Linked DNA regions of Mus musculus: region 2 is linked to region 1. The links are chromatin contacts, called in public HiChIP or PLAC-seq maps. All regions are on one chromosome and are shown on one strand. Each heading gives the region's core, a stretch centred on a gene start, on an enhancer-like site or on the middle of the called end of the contact. The rest is flanking DNA. Distances are from core to core; before and after follow the strand shown.

Evidence for each region. HiChIP or PLAC-seq counts read pairs in DNA pulled down with a chosen protein or histone mark.
Region 2: an H3K27ac HiChIP or PLAC-seq map of thymic regulatory T cells shows a contact between it and region 1, with 8 times the contacts expected there. The contact joins the promoter of Tmem130 here to the promoter of Zdhhc4 in region 1. A contact is called at or near these places in 1 of 39 promoter capture datasets (liver), 3 of 484 Hi-C or Micro-C datasets (CD4 T cells, CD8 T cells and neutrophils), 3 of 115 datasets of contacts at active chromatin or transcription factors (double positive thymocytes, microglia and thymic regulatory T cells) and 2 of 9 other capture datasets (adipose tissue and liver).

The regions. Positions count from the first base shown.
Region 1 is chr5:143,326,186-143,333,575 of GRCm38.p6, forward strand. Zdhhc4 (zinc finger, DHHC domain containing 4) reads right to left here and starts at 3,053. Exons shown (of 8, transcript NM_028379.5): 1 at 2,981-3,053; 2 at 2,206-2,385; 3 at 1-38. The coding sequence starts at 30. 0610040B10Rik (RIKEN cDNA 0610040B10 gene) reads left to right here and starts at 3,123. Exons shown (of 2, transcript NR_027874.1): 1 at 3,123-3,168; 2 at 6,126-6,519.
Region 2 is chr5:144,756,767-144,764,156 of GRCm38.p6, forward strand. It overlaps Tmem130 (transmembrane protein 130), which reads right to left and starts at 4,812. Exons shown (of 8, transcript NM_177735.4): 1 at 4,691-4,812. The coding sequence starts at 4,766. Gm38739 (a long non-coding RNA gene) reads left to right here and starts at 4,849. Exons shown (of 3, transcript XR_868688.3): 1 at 4,849-5,762; 2 at 6,203-6,280; 3 at 7,032-7,390.

The DNA.
Region 1 (7,390 bases), core at 1,803-4,302:
GTAGAACAAGAAGAGAACCAGGAAGTCCATGCTGGAGGCTGCGAAGGAAGAGACGGCAGGCGTGAGCAGCTGCTGTTGAGGGATTTATTCCCAGCATGTATTCCGGCCCTGGGCTCACTCCTGCAGGTGAGATTCACACTCGGATTAGGCCATCCTCAAGATGAACAAATCCCTTCATTAGTCTGTAGGCAGTGTGTGCACATGTCTGTGTGTGCACGTGTGTCTGCAAGTGTGCATGGACATGTTCATGTGTGCCTTGATCCAGAGGTTGAGATAGGGTATCTTCCTCAATCATGCTCCCCTTCATTTTAAATTACATTCTATTTACTTGTCTCTGTGCATATGTGAGTACCACAGCACACAGTGTGTGTGTGTGTGTGTGTGTATGTGTGTGTGTGTGTGTGTGACAACTTTTAAGAGTTGTTTCTCTCCTTCCACCGTATGAGTCCTGGGGTTCGAACACAGGTTCTTCAGGCACGGCAGCCGACGCCCTTCCCCAGTGAGACATCTCACTAGCACAGGGGCTTGGCTATTATTTTGTTGTTATATGACATAAGGTCTCACAACATAGAGCAAGCTGGCCTCAATAGAGATCCACCTGACTCTGCATCACAAGTACCAGGATTAAAGGTGTGTGTAACCATGCCCAGACTTACTTTTTTTTTTTTTTAAAAGATTCACTTATCCATTACATGTAAGTACACTGTAGCTGTCTTCAGACACTCCAGAAGAGGGAGTCAGATCTTGTTACAGATGGTTGTGAGCCACCATGTGGTTGCTGGGATTTGAACTCTGGACCTTTGGAAGAGCAGTCGGGTGCTCTTACCCACTGAGCCATCTCACCAGCCCCCAGACTTACTTTTAGTTTCTGAGAATTTGTGTGTGTGTGTGTTGATATATACCCTAAGGTGTATGTGGCAGTCAGAAGACAACCTCTGGTGTTAGTCCTCACCCTCCACCTTGTTTGAGACAGGGTTTCTTGCTTGCTCTCCATGGTGTCCACCAGGCTAGCTGGCCTGTGTGTTTCTGAGGACTCTCCCAGTTCACAGTGGGAAAACTGGGATTACATAGGCACATACTGCTACATCAGGCTTCGACATATGTTCTGGAGATTTGAACTCTGGTCTTCACACTTGCAAGACAAGTACTTCGCTAAGCTAGCTCTCCATACAAAGTATTGGTCAAGACAACCTCAAGTCTAGTGGGTTCCTTCCCACCCCACCCCCATCAATATTGAGAATTGAACCTAGGACTTCATGTCACGTATGCTGGGCAAGCAATCTATAAGATAGCCACCACCCCAGCCCCTTACCACAGCTTGTATGATGTGCTCCCTCTCTGAACCTATCCTCTCTGAACCTATAGCTCACAAGCTCAGCTAGACTGACTGGCCAGCAAGCCCAACAGAGCCTACTGTCCCCCTCCCCCATGCTGGACTGTAGATCTGCACTGCCAAACCAGAAGCATAGATAGACCTTTACATTAGGATTTGTAACAGAAGCAAAATCACACGTGTGAAGTAGCAAGGAAAGTAACTTTATGGCCGAGGGTCCCCACAACATGAAGAACTGTATTAAGAGGTCACAGCATTAGGAAGACTGAGAGCCTCTGGGATCTGTAGCTCGGACCTGGAGCTCAACGTTTTGTGGCGAGGCTGACATGCATTAAAGCACACTCACGTTGGTGCTGGGGATCCAAGCTCAGGACTTTGTGCTTGCACAGCAAGCACCCTCACTCACCGAGCGAGCTCCCAGCCCACCAACCCCTTGTTTTTTGAGACAGGATCTGACTATGCAGGCCAGGCTAGTTTGGAACTCAGAATTCTCCTGTCTCAGCTTTCAAAGGGTTGGGATTCCAGAAGTGCACCACCACACCCAGCAATACACCCTTTTACATCTTTAAATATTCACATGGATACTGATAAAGTCCTGCAAAAGAACCTGCGCCGACCTCATCAGAATGAGCAACTCCTAGAGGTAGTCAGGGTCCCACACCCAAACTTGGGCATATTTAACAGGTCAGTGGTCATGATGTCACCCATCACCCTCCAGACCAGAATGATGAAATATAAAAAGCCCGTGTTAAGAAACTGGGAACACTGACATTGGCTTTACGAGGCAGGATTCTGGACCAAAATTCCAACGCAGAGAATCAAAACAGAAACTATTAACAAAAAGGAAACAAACAAAAAAATGCCATTCTCACAAGGTAACAGGGCTCCGGTCTACATATTTCTCTAGGTCGGACACTTCCAGCGGCACCTTTTGCGTTCATTTCCCTTTGCCACATCCAAGGAGAATTCAGATAGCAGCTCCGCTTGGGCAGCGCCGTGAATTTGGCACGCGCAAAACTGGCGACATGGTTGTTCCAGGAGGCTGGAACCGGCTGCGGAGACAATCAAACGCAACACTTACATACTGCTGAATAAGTCTCCATGGCAGAGTGCACTGTGAAAGGCATTCAGAAGTAGAGGATGCTGTACCGCTGCTGACCTGGGAAGAAAACTTCAAAGTCCACTAGTTTGGGGGTCTATCATCCCTCTAGCTGTCACTGTCACTGTCACTACGCCTATCACTGAGGCGCCCACACCGGGGTCCAGACGCATGGTGAGGTTGTCCACATGGGGTAGGGCCCCAGTCGTTTCCCTTTGCTGGACACTTTCCGGGTACATTATTCAAGGCCCTTGCATGCTTGAGGTCACAGAATCTGCAGCTGCGGGGAACCAGGGAAGGGCAGTGGTGAATGGAGCCCATCCCACAACCAGATCCCGGACGCATCAGGCTCAGAGGAGACAAGGGAGGCTCGGAAGCAGGCTGGGAGACGGCAACTACGTCCGGAGCCCGGACAACGACTGGAAGAGGAGGGGACACAGCGAGCGGGATGCAGGGGGCTCGGAGAGGACTGTGCTCTCACTCAAACACGGGGTCCCGACGGCCGCCGCCCAGCCGGGGTGTCACAGAGCCTTCCGGAGCCGCCTTACCCCAAACCGGGCCAACCGTCCGCCGCTGCCGGCGGACCCCAGCGGAGCGCTCCCCAAGACTTCCGGCGCGTCCATGGCGTCATCAGTGCCCGCGACGGAGGCGACTTCCGACGGAAAAAGTAGCGGGAGGCCGGAAATTATTGTCTTTGGCCTCTGGTTCTGCGAGCCGATTGTGTTTTCGTACCGTCGTAGGTTTTCTTTCTCTTTTCTTTTTCTCTTAACGTTTGTCTTTCTCCCTCCCTCGTCCTCTGCTCTCTCTTCCTTCGCACTTTTATTATTACTTGACAATTTACTGCCTATGTACGAGTCCTTCGTTCTCCCAACCCCGTCCCATTTTCGTGGCCTTGATTTGATTCTTGTGGGTGTGTTTGCTTGTTGTGATCCGCTGAGTGTAATTCTGATTTCTTGTATGTGCGTAGATTTAAAAAGCTATTTTCTTTTTCTTCTTTAAAAAAAAAAAAAGATTTGTTTTATTTATTTTATGTGAGTCCAATGTCGCTGTCTCCAGACACACCAGAAGAGGGCATCAAATCCCATTACAGATGGTTGTGAGCCACCATATGGTTGGGGGGATTTGAACTCAGGACCTCTGGAAGAGCAGTCAGTGCTCTTAACCGCTGAGCCATCTCTCCAGCCCTAGCTATTTTCTTTTTAAGAATTTCTTTCCAAAATATGATCTCAGCTAGGCATAGTGGCCCATGACTTTATTCACCGCCCTAAGGAAACAGAGGCAGGTCTCTCTGAGTCAGAGGTCAGCCTTGTTTACATGAGTTCCGGGACAGGCAGGGCTACATAGCTAGACCTTTTCTAAAACAAAACAAAACAAATGAGCAAACAAAATTAAAGTCCCACCAAATTATACCAGGCTGGCCTTGGGCTTTTGAACCTCCTGTCTCAGCCTAACTTTGGTTGGGATGGCAGGCACACCTAACACAGGAACTGGAATTTTCGAGCACTTTTGACAGAATATGAAGGCTGTCTTGGGTCGGTGCAGGAGAACTGCTGGACTGTGCCGAGCCTTTGCATGTCCTGGCGGGAACTCAGCAGTAACCCTTGACCACCCAGCAGGTACCTAGACAGGGACACCTGTGTCTTCCTGGCAGACACACCACTGGGCCCTGTCCCAACAGTCCCAGCATGTTCCACTGCAGGGGTCACAGTATGTCCCCCTGTGAGTCAGGTTCTGCTGACCGCATGCCCCTACTCCTGCCATCTCTGTGCACAGCTTTAACGTCCTCCCTGTGGGGAGCAGTGACTAGTGTTTTATCCCTGAGGATAAAAAGGCTGTTTTGATAATGGGCAGGCTTGGCTTGAGAGGAGCTGCTGCTAAACATAGCACTGAGAAGGTTCCTGGAGGGGATGGGGGTGCTGCTTTGTCTGAGTGCCCCCCAGGTCCTCCGAGAACTATTCTTGACGCCTCTGAAAAACAGGTTCCCTTTGAGGAAAAAAATGTCTGATCTCTAAGCATTAGCCTCAAAGCTCCCCTCTCCTGTTTGCTTTGCTTCCTACCCCAGCTTCTCATTTCTTTTTCCTTTTAGAAAAAAAAAAAAAAGAAAAGAAAGAAAACAACTACCTTTCTGAATGTATTGTATCCAAGGCCTTTGCAATGTTGGGAGCAGAGTGAGCAGGTGTGGGGAGTCCTGAAAGACTGGTTACATTACGGAGGTCATCTGGCATCCAGAGAAAGCTACTGCTTCATCAAGCAGTTCTCCACCCTGCTGTAATTAAATACCTTGAATTTTCTTTCTTTCCCCCATGTAAATGAAGGACTTCGTGGTCTTCTCTAAAAGTTTCTGTTCTGACTAACTTTGATTCTCGGTTCCGTCATCCATTTCATCTTGTGTTCTGTTGCCTTTGGTTATATCACACAAAGAGAAGGGTTGGGATGTAAGTGAGTTAAGTTATCCAGGACAAAATCTTCGCTGACCACCTCATCTGTGATGGAAGCATCCTCATTTAATATGTATTCTGCAAACTTTTTTTTTGGTGAGAGATGTAATTTCTCATGATGTACCCCAGGCTGGTACCTCTTGAGTGGGCTTCATGAGTGCTGGGGTTATAGGACTGGCCAAAAAGCACTTTGTATTTATGAATACATATTCATTCATTAAATACATATTGACTAATAGGTACCAGCTGAGTTTCTTGTTCAAGGGGACATAAGAGTCGATAGAAATTGCAAACTCTCCACTGGGGCTGTAGGTCACTGGGTAGACCGTGGGTTCCATCTCAGGCACCGTGTGAAACCTAGCATGGTGGCACAAGCCTCTAATGCTATTTCTGGGGAGGTGAAGGCAGAAGGAGTGTAAGTTTAAAGTCATCCTCAGTTACACAAGTTCGAAGCCACCTTAGGTTACGTAAGACCCTGCATTCAGTGTGTAGGCCACAGATTGGACACACCTATCTCTATTATAGACAGTTTCAGCCAGGAGTGATGGTGCATACCTTTAATACCAGCATCCAGAAGGAGGCAAGGGCAGATGGATTTCTGTAAGTTAGAGGCCAGTCTAGTGTATATAGTGAGTTCTAGGATAGCCAGACCATACAGTGAGGCTCAGTCTGGAAAAACAAAACAAAACATTCTTGCTGTGGACACTATGTTCTATTCTCCTTTGTCTATTTCTTTTTACAGGGGAGGGCAGTTCAAGAAAGGATTTCTCTGGTGGTCCTGTTCTGGAACTCACCCTTGTAGACCAGGCTGGCCTGGAACTCACAGAGATCTGCCTGCTTTTGCCTCCTGAGTGCCGGGATCAAAGGCGTGTGCCACCACTGCTTGTCTACTTTGTAATGTTACAAATAGTTTTTCAATGATGTATTCATAGCTTAAAAAATTGTGCAGAACCAGATCTGGCAGTACAGTCTGTAATTCTGGGGGCTGGGGGTGTGAAAGAGGAAATTCAAGAGGTTGGGGGGAGAGAGTTGTGAGTTTGAGGCCAGCCTGGACCTGGACATACAGACACACTCCTGTAACCCACACTCAGGAACGTGCTTGATATAAGAGGATAGAGAGGCCAAGGGGAACTCAGGTTAGACATGACAGAACCCGGTCTCCACAGTAAAAGTTGTGGGTAAACTTCTCAGTGCTTTGATGACTTTTGAAAACAAATGTTTCTCTAACTTTTCTTTTTTCCTCTCTGTCACTCAGAACCTCCAGTCACAAATGCTGGAATCTGCTTTATAAGGCAATAGGAAAAAGACAGAAGCCAAAATACAAGGATTCTACTCAAGCCTTCTGGAAAGGACTGTGTTGCCTTTGATGCATGGAGCAAAGAATTCTTAGATTTTCCTGCCAGCCCCTGAAACCGGACCTGTGATGTCAAGTTGGGTTTTGTTGTTGTTTGTTTTAACCTGCCATGAGATGGGTTGACAGGATCAATCATTTTACACCATGATCCCTTGTCCCTGGGAGGACTGTCTGAGACATTAGAGAAATGGGATACAGACTTCCTCACTGGGCTGGGGGAGCTGGCTCAGGTGCAGAGTACTTGCCACGATATGAAGATCCACTTTTAAAATAAATCAAACATAGTCAAGCATAATGTCGAAGGCCTTTAATCCCAGCACTCAGGAGGCAGAGGCAGGTGGATCTCCTTGAATTCACGGCCAGCCTGGTCGACAGAGTGAGTTCCAGAACAGCCAGGGCTACACAGAGAAACCCTGTTTTAGAGGGGGGGGGGGAAACACACACACACAACAAGCCAGGAATGATGGCATGCACCTGTGACCCAGTGCTGGAAGTCAGAATCCGGAAGATCAAAGGGGCTGGCTGATAGCAGGTCTAGGCTGGTAGATTTGCTACATATCCCAATGAGAAGCTCTTAAAAAAAAAAAAAAGTTGGAGAGTAGCATCATAGCTCAACTCAGAGGTCCAGAATCCATCTCCCAGTATCCCTACACCAAAGCAAATGTGGGACCCTGCAGACTTTCTTTTTAAGTAACCATTTCTTTTTTTATATAATTCTTTTTTACACATTTACTTAATGTGAGTACACTGTTGCTCTCTTCAGACACACCAGAAAGAGGGCATTGGATCCCATTACAGATAGTTGTGAGCCACCATGTGGTTGCTGGGAATTGAACTCATGACCTCTGGAAGAGCAGTCAGCGCTCTTAACTGCTGAGCCATCTCTCCGGTTCTCCCTACAGACTTTCAACCCCAACCTTGAGTGGACAGAGGCAGGAGGATCACTGGAGCTTGCTGGTTGTCAGCCTACCTGAAAGAAACAAGAGCTCTGAGTTTGTCAGGAGACACTGCCCCCGAGGAATAGCTGGAAAGTGGTAGAGAATGACAGTGGCCTCCTCCTCCAACCTCTATGTGTGCATGGGGCCCATTACACACGTGCGTGTGCAACACACATACACATAAATAAGCTATAAAGGCAAGTAGGTGTCTCCTAAGGAATGACCTCC
Region 2 (7,390 bases), core at 3,562-6,061, 1.4 Mb after region 1:
AACAAATTTAACGATAAAAAGAATGCCTTTTCCACCTCCTGACCCCTCAGTGCTCTCCTGACAGGCTGGGGACACCACTGTCACTGACCCACCAGCACACGGAATGGAATGACTGTACTTTTAATTCCCAGAGGACAAAGGTCCTATGCTTCTCTACTGTGTGCAGCCAAGTACTTAATATGTGATAAGGAGCTGGGGACATAGCTCGGTGGGTAAGAGTGCTTGCTGCAGAGGCATGAGAATCTGAGTTCAATTCCTCAGACCCACTTAAAAAGCCAGGCTCGGCCAGGCAGTGGTGGCACAGGCCTTTACTCTCAGCACTCGGGAGGCAGAGGCAAAGGCAGGCAGATGTCTTGAGTTCAAGCCCAGCCTGGCCTACAGAGTGAGTTCCAGGACACCAGGATAACCAGGGCTATATAGAGAAACCCTGTCTCAAAAGACCAAAAACATAACAAAACAATAAGCCAGGCACCTACCTGGGCAGTGGGGACAGGAGGATCTCTCGAGCTTGCCGACCTGTTAGCCTAATGGCATCAGCAAGCTCCACTCTCTATTGTTTAAATTGAGTTAAAACCAAGAAACGAGTCTCAAGGTCACATTAGCAAAACCCCAAGTGTTTAATGCCAACCATATGTTGCTAATGGTCAGTATGAGGCAGTGCCCGAGGTGGAGAGAATCTGAGGAAGACATCCCAGGTCAGCCTTTCGCCTGCACGCACGTGCGGGCACGAGCACCATTGAGCATACCGGTGCACACACACAAGCTGTATGGTGGTACTTCTGAGCCACGTGACTCCCAGAGAGGACAATGTAGCATAAGGTCCAGGCCACCTGCCTGGCACTGTCCCAGAAGACTGCTCACCCTTCTGTGTGCCCCACCCCCACAGGTGCTGGGGTTACCCATAACTGAAGGGCATGCTCCCTCTCTGAGGGATTTCACAGGACACTGGATGAAGTCTTCCATAAACCCAGGAGAGGGGTCCATCTGCAAATGTCCATTTACCCTACAACAGCATTCTCGATTCCCACTGGGGGCTTGGGCTTCAGCGCTTTCTGTTCCTTGGCTCCGTGTTCCTATTATGAATTCCTTTTCTTCAAATTCATTTGTTGCGTTATAAAGCTGTTTGAGTCAAGAGACTAAAGGCACAGGCCACCACTGCCGTCCAAAATGGCATGGGGGTTGAGGGTTCATATTGTCAACATGATGGGATTTGGTTTAGTTTTGATTTTGAGACGAGATCTCCCTCTATGTAGCCCTGATTGTCCTGGACGACCTATGTAGACGGAGCTAGCCTTGAACTCACAGAGATGCAGTGATTATCAGTTGCCATGGCTCTTGCTGCCATGCCCTCCTTTCCCAATATGATTGACTGTACTTTTGAATTGTGAGCTGACTGAAACAAACCCTTCCTTAATCTGCTTTTGTCATGTACTTTACACTTATCTATTTACCGTGTGTGTGTGTGTGTGTGTGTGTGTGTGTGTGTGTATACACGCAGGAGCACACTTGTATGCATGAAGCAGGGGGTCAGGTTTTTTTCCATCTAATATATGGGTTCCAGGAATCAAATTCAAATTCATGTCTTCAGCTTTGGCAGCAAAAGCCTTTTGTCATAGCGTATAGTACCCAGGCAAGCCTGTAATACAAAAGGCTTGGGCTACTATTGTTATTCTCAGGGGCTATCATTCCTCCCTTTTGTTGACAGGCAGCATCTTCCTTTTCTCAAGGGCTCTTGAGTCCCCTCCTCCCCCTTCCTTCCTCCTACTCCAGTTGAGGAAGAACAAGGACCATCGAGGCTCTAAGGTGGCAGGGACACTAAGCCCGTGTAAGTTAATTGCCATCCTGCATCTGCAGTGAGATCGGGCTGACGCAGATCTGTTGCCATGGAAATGGAACTGCTGGCTGGAGAAGAAGGAGAGCCCCGCTGAGGATGTTGTTGCAAATGGCGGCCCAGCTCATAGGAACCCCCACCAGCCCTGGCTGGAGGAGACCACAATGGCCTTAAAAGACAGAAGCTGGGCTAGAGAGATGGCTCCGTGGTTAAGAACCCTTGCGGTTCTTTCAAAGGACCTAGGTTCAGTTCCTGGCGACTACTATTGGACAGCTCACACCTGTCTATGACTCCAGATCTGGATCCTGGGACTCCAATGCCCTCTTCCAGCTTTTACAGGCATTGACACACATATGAACATTGCATTCACAGATAGATGTGCATCCACACAAACGGAATAAATTTAAAAATCAAAAAGAAATTAAAAACAGAAGCTGCACTGGGCATGATGGGGAATATCTTTAATGTACTTGGGAGGCAGAGATATGCAGATCTCTGTGAGTTCAAGGCTAGCTTGGTCTGCATAAATGAATCCTGTGCCAGTTGGGGGTATTTAATGAGACCGGCCTCAAAACTAAAACAAAACACCACCAATAGCAAAAACATCCAAGACAGTAATAACAGATTGGAAGCTGGGGCTGGGAGTGTAGCCCAATTAGCAGAATCACTACCTAAAAACCCATGCTGCCCTGAGACCTGCACCCAAACTAAGTGTGGTGGTGCACGCCTATAATCCCACAACTCTGGAGGTGGGAGCTGGAGGATTAGAAGTTCAAGGTCATCCTTAGCTGTATGTGTTTGAAAACAGTCTCTGAGGTTACGTGAGACCCTGTCTTTAAAAGGGGGTGGGTGGGAATCTGGACCCCTTTCAAGGTGACACTCCCCTTCTTCCTCCGAGTCTTTGGGAAGTATCCAGGACATCCAGGCTAAAGTGGACAGTGAAGACCACTACCACGTGAGGCTGAAAGAACCAGGCCCAGTGCATCCCCTGCTATTGTGCTCACCTGAGATCATTTCTCCTGTTTGGGAGCCCAGATGAATACACAGCCTAGGAACACAGAGCACAGCCACCTAGGCAGGGGCTTGGGGGCAGTGCATACAGAGCATAGCCACCCAGGCAGGGGCTTAGGGGCAGCCCATACAAATACCTTCAAGTGACTTAGAACCAGAGACAACGGCCTCAACAACATGGCCTCAGTTTCCCTACATGGTTTCCAGGCTCCATTGTTTTCCCATGATACATGTGGAACATTCTAGAAAATGATTACTGAGGCCTTTTCGTATAGCAGGCCTTTTCGTGCAGGCAGTCAAAAAAATATTTGCCAAGCACACCTCTGATGGTCTGAATAACTCAAAAATCCACTTGTCTCTGCCTCCTAAGTGCTGGGATTAAAGAGGTGATGTGAGGAGGACAAATAATGAGTTCAAAGCCATCCTTAGCTACATAGCGAGTTCTAGGCCAGCCTAGGCTATATAAGTCCCCATCTCAAAAAAAAAAAAAAAAAAAAAAAAAAAGGGACTGGATTGGTGACAGGTACGCATAATCCCAGCACTGGGAAAGCTGGAGAGGTCCCGTTAGAGGCCAGCCTGGGCAATTCCTTGTCACATCATAGAGTGTGACATGGTGGCACATGCCTTAACCCCAGTGACTGGGAGCCTGAGGTAGGTGGATCTCTGGATTCAAAGCCAGGATGGTCTACAGAGTGAGCTCCAGGTCAGCCAGGGCTACACAGAGGAACCCTGCCTCAAAACAAACAAACAAATGGTTGTGTGTTCCTTATAATTTAAATCACATAACTTCAAGGCACATACAACCTAATGGACCAGGGTGTCCATTTCTAGATGAGTTCCAGGACAATCAGGGCTATACAAAGAAATCCTGTGTTGAAATACAAATAAATAAATATATATATATATACTTGTGTATTTCTTGAAATTAAATCACATAACTTCTAGGCACATACAACCTAATGGACCAGGGTGTCCATTTCTAGATGAATTTTATGGTGGATTTCTAGGAGAGGGGTTGGGGGTGGGGAGTGGGGGTAGGGTGGGGGGTGCTGCAGGTGATTTTAAAAATGCAAAATTCCCACAAAATCCTCGAATTCTCGAATTGATTCTAAAAACGCAGGTTTTTGTTTTTTTTTTTTTTAATTTAAATTTACTTCATGGTTCCCGCTGTTGTCACAAATCTACGCCAGGCCCCCTCTTCCCCCCACTACTCTTTGAATGGGCTGTGAAAAATGACTTTTTTTTTTTCTTTTTCTTTTTACAGCTGCTCACCGGTCTCAGACAATTCTTGAATCCGGATCATTTATTATTCATAAAATGGGGTAGGAAGGTTGCGTTGCTCTTTTCATCACGGAGAGATGGGTGCCTGGTGAGCCTTGGAAAAACCTGTCGGCTCAGGAGCCCCCCTTTTTAAAAAAAAAAAAATCATTCCCAGGGAGGAAATGGCAGACTGGCTCTGTGGACTAGTACCCGTGCCACCCCTTAGCCAACGTAATCACGGTAGAAATCTCTAGAAAAAGGTTACATCTTATAGCAAAAGCGCTACCCCATGCAGGCAAGGGGGCGGTTCCCCCTGGGGATGGCTGAGGCGCGATGGCCTCTCTCAGCCCACCGGGGCTTCCCTGCATGCATCCATTCTCCCTGCTCCTCCCCTTGTAAGTACCAGTCTTGAGCATCGGGATGGATGCACTTCCCAGGGCAGAGTGATGGAGGTAGGCATCGAAGGGGAGCAGGGAGACACCCCAAGTGCCTGCGTGACTTCTGGGCAGAGGGGCAGAACGCACCGAGTCATCTCGGTAGCTTAGGTTCTGGACAGTACTGGACAGCTCCAGGCAGGCTCTGACTTACCTGCCGCCACCCTCGCCGGACCCAAGAGCAGGAGGCAAGCGAACCAGAAGACGAGGACGTCGGTGGCCTTGGCCATGGCGAAGCGTGGATACCGAGGGGCGCGGGGAGGATGCTCAGGGAGCTGGGTTGTAGCTCCGCAGTGGCGGCTCCGTCTGGTTGTGCGTGGAGACGCAGCGCTCGCCTGTCCCCGCCTGCAGCCACCTCCGCCCACACAGCCCTCCCCGAGAGTCCCTCCCCTCTAGGGATCACAGAGGCCATCCTTACCTCACCAGGTGCGCATGCTCCCTCCAAGCATCGTGCTTCCGTAGGTCCCAGAGCCATCTTTCCAGAGATAAGGTCTCTTCACTGAACCTTTAGCTCACCAAGTTAACAGACCGACGATCAAGGAGCCCCGGGAATCTGCCTACCTCCATTCCCTCCCAGCGCCGGGGCCTCAGATGCTCACCACGCCGCTTGCCTTTTACATAGGTTGCTGTGATTCGAACTCAGGTCCTAAAGCTAGCGCAGCAAACAACCCACCAAGCCTTCTCCCTAGCCCTTAATCTCTTTCGCTGTCCTAAATTTTCACTACTTGGTATACATTTTGTACTTCCAGAACATCTACATTCAAACTATCCACAGTTCCTCGGGGATATATGCACAGACTTAGCTGTTGTTGACTAATTTTGTTTTTTGTTTTTTTGTTTTTTTGCTTCTTGTGACAGGTTTTCTGTTGCATATCTAAGGCTGGCCCAGAACTCACTTTGTAGCCGTTGTATAATTTTCTTCTTAGGAGGTCGACCAGGCCCCTCCCTCCTACCAAGGTCCAGACAAAGTTTTTCTTTGCATGGGGTCGGTTCCCCCTCAACCCCTTCCCCACCCCAGCTTCTGTTAACCTTCTACAATCTATAGACTGTAGTACTTCCCAGGGCCACAGAGCCCACAGACAATGAGGGCAGAGTTGCATACAGCTGGCTGAGAGGTTCAGGAGGGAGCAGCTGAGAGAACAAAGGAGAGTCCAGAGAGTGATCTTTCCGATTCTTCTTCCATGAGGGAACCTCAACAACAAACAAGTCTTGGAGGTCACCAGCAGGTAGTTGCAGCTTCTCTGATAAAAATAACGACTGCTAAGCTCAGCAGACCCAGCGATAGAATATAGGTTATGGCTAATAGAACCTCATTCATTTTAGCAGTGGCCTGTTTGGGCTAATTTAATTTTTCTGCGCAGTAGACAGCTCATGCTTATTTATCCATCTACCTAGCTCTGTACATGTGTGTATGTATATGTGTGGAGTTGAATGCATGCTATGGTGAATGTGTGGAGGTCAGAAGATGACCTGCAGGAGAAGTGTTTCCCCCTCTACTACTTGGGTCTCAGGGATTAAACTTGGGTCCTGAGGCTGGGCTGCAAGCCTGCCAACTCATCTTGTTGACCCCCTTCACCGATTTTTGTTCATTATGACCTTTTGAAAGCAGGGTATTCTGTCTGCTGGTGCTAGCAAGCTGGTATAATTGTATCCCTTTTGGTCACAGATGGCAGACACCTCAGGGTTCATATTCCTACTGAAGCAAGATGGAGAGGCAGCGACAATCTTGGCAACATAAGAAGGGGTAAGGAATTCTCTCATCTTAGGAGAGAAGCAAGAATTCCTACATATCTGTATATAGATCGTGTATATTTATATATGATCACACACATGAACATTAGTAAAAAACTTAAGATATTTTAAACAAGGTTTATTCATCTAATGCACACTGTCACAGTCTTCAGACACATCAGAAGAGGGCATCAGATCCCATTATAGATGATTGTGAGCCACCATGTGGTTGCATACCTGAGTTCCAGGCATCCACAGAGGCCAGAAGAGGGTATTGAGTCCCTTGGAAGAGGAGTTACAGACAGTTGATTCTCTAGCTCATACTATCAATCTTTTGAGATGAGAGCCACCCAAATGGTAGATATGGCTAATGCTAAGAAAATTAATTGCTTATTCTCCCCAAGGAGTCTAGACACACACTTGGTTATACCCTACTTTGTATGGCTCTCCTTTAGGAAGCACATACTCCCACACAGATACGTATTTTTTTCTTCTAACCACCTCTCTTTTTCTATAGTACTAAGCCTATATTAAAATATTTTTAACAAGGGGCTGGGGAGATGGCTCAGTGGTTAAGAGCATTGACTACTCTTCCAAAAGACCCAGGTTCAATTCCCAGCACCCATGGCAGCTCACAACTGTCTGTAACTCCAGTTCCCAGTGATCTGACACCCTCATACAGATAAAAACACAACGTACATTAAAAAAAAAAAAAACCGACAACAACAACAACAAAAAAAACTTTAACAAAATCTCCAACTCAGGGCAGCAAGACAGAACAGTGGGTAAAGGTCACCATGGCTGAACCTGACAACCAAATTCCATCTCTGGGGCCCATATGATAGAAGGAAAGAACTGACTTCTACAGGTTGTGGGGTCTTGCTGTGGCATCTTACCAGTAAGTCTCAATAATTTGTTCATTTGTTTGTTTTTCTAACCAACTGATTGTTATGGCACGCCCCTTTAATCCCAGCACTCCACTCGGGAGACAGAGGCAGGCCAACCTCTGCGTTTGAGGCTAGCTTGATCTACAGGGTGAGCTCTAGGACAATCAGGGCCACACAGTGGGATTCTGTCTCAAAAAAAAGTCTCCAAATCTATTTCATCACAAACTGGTGGATAC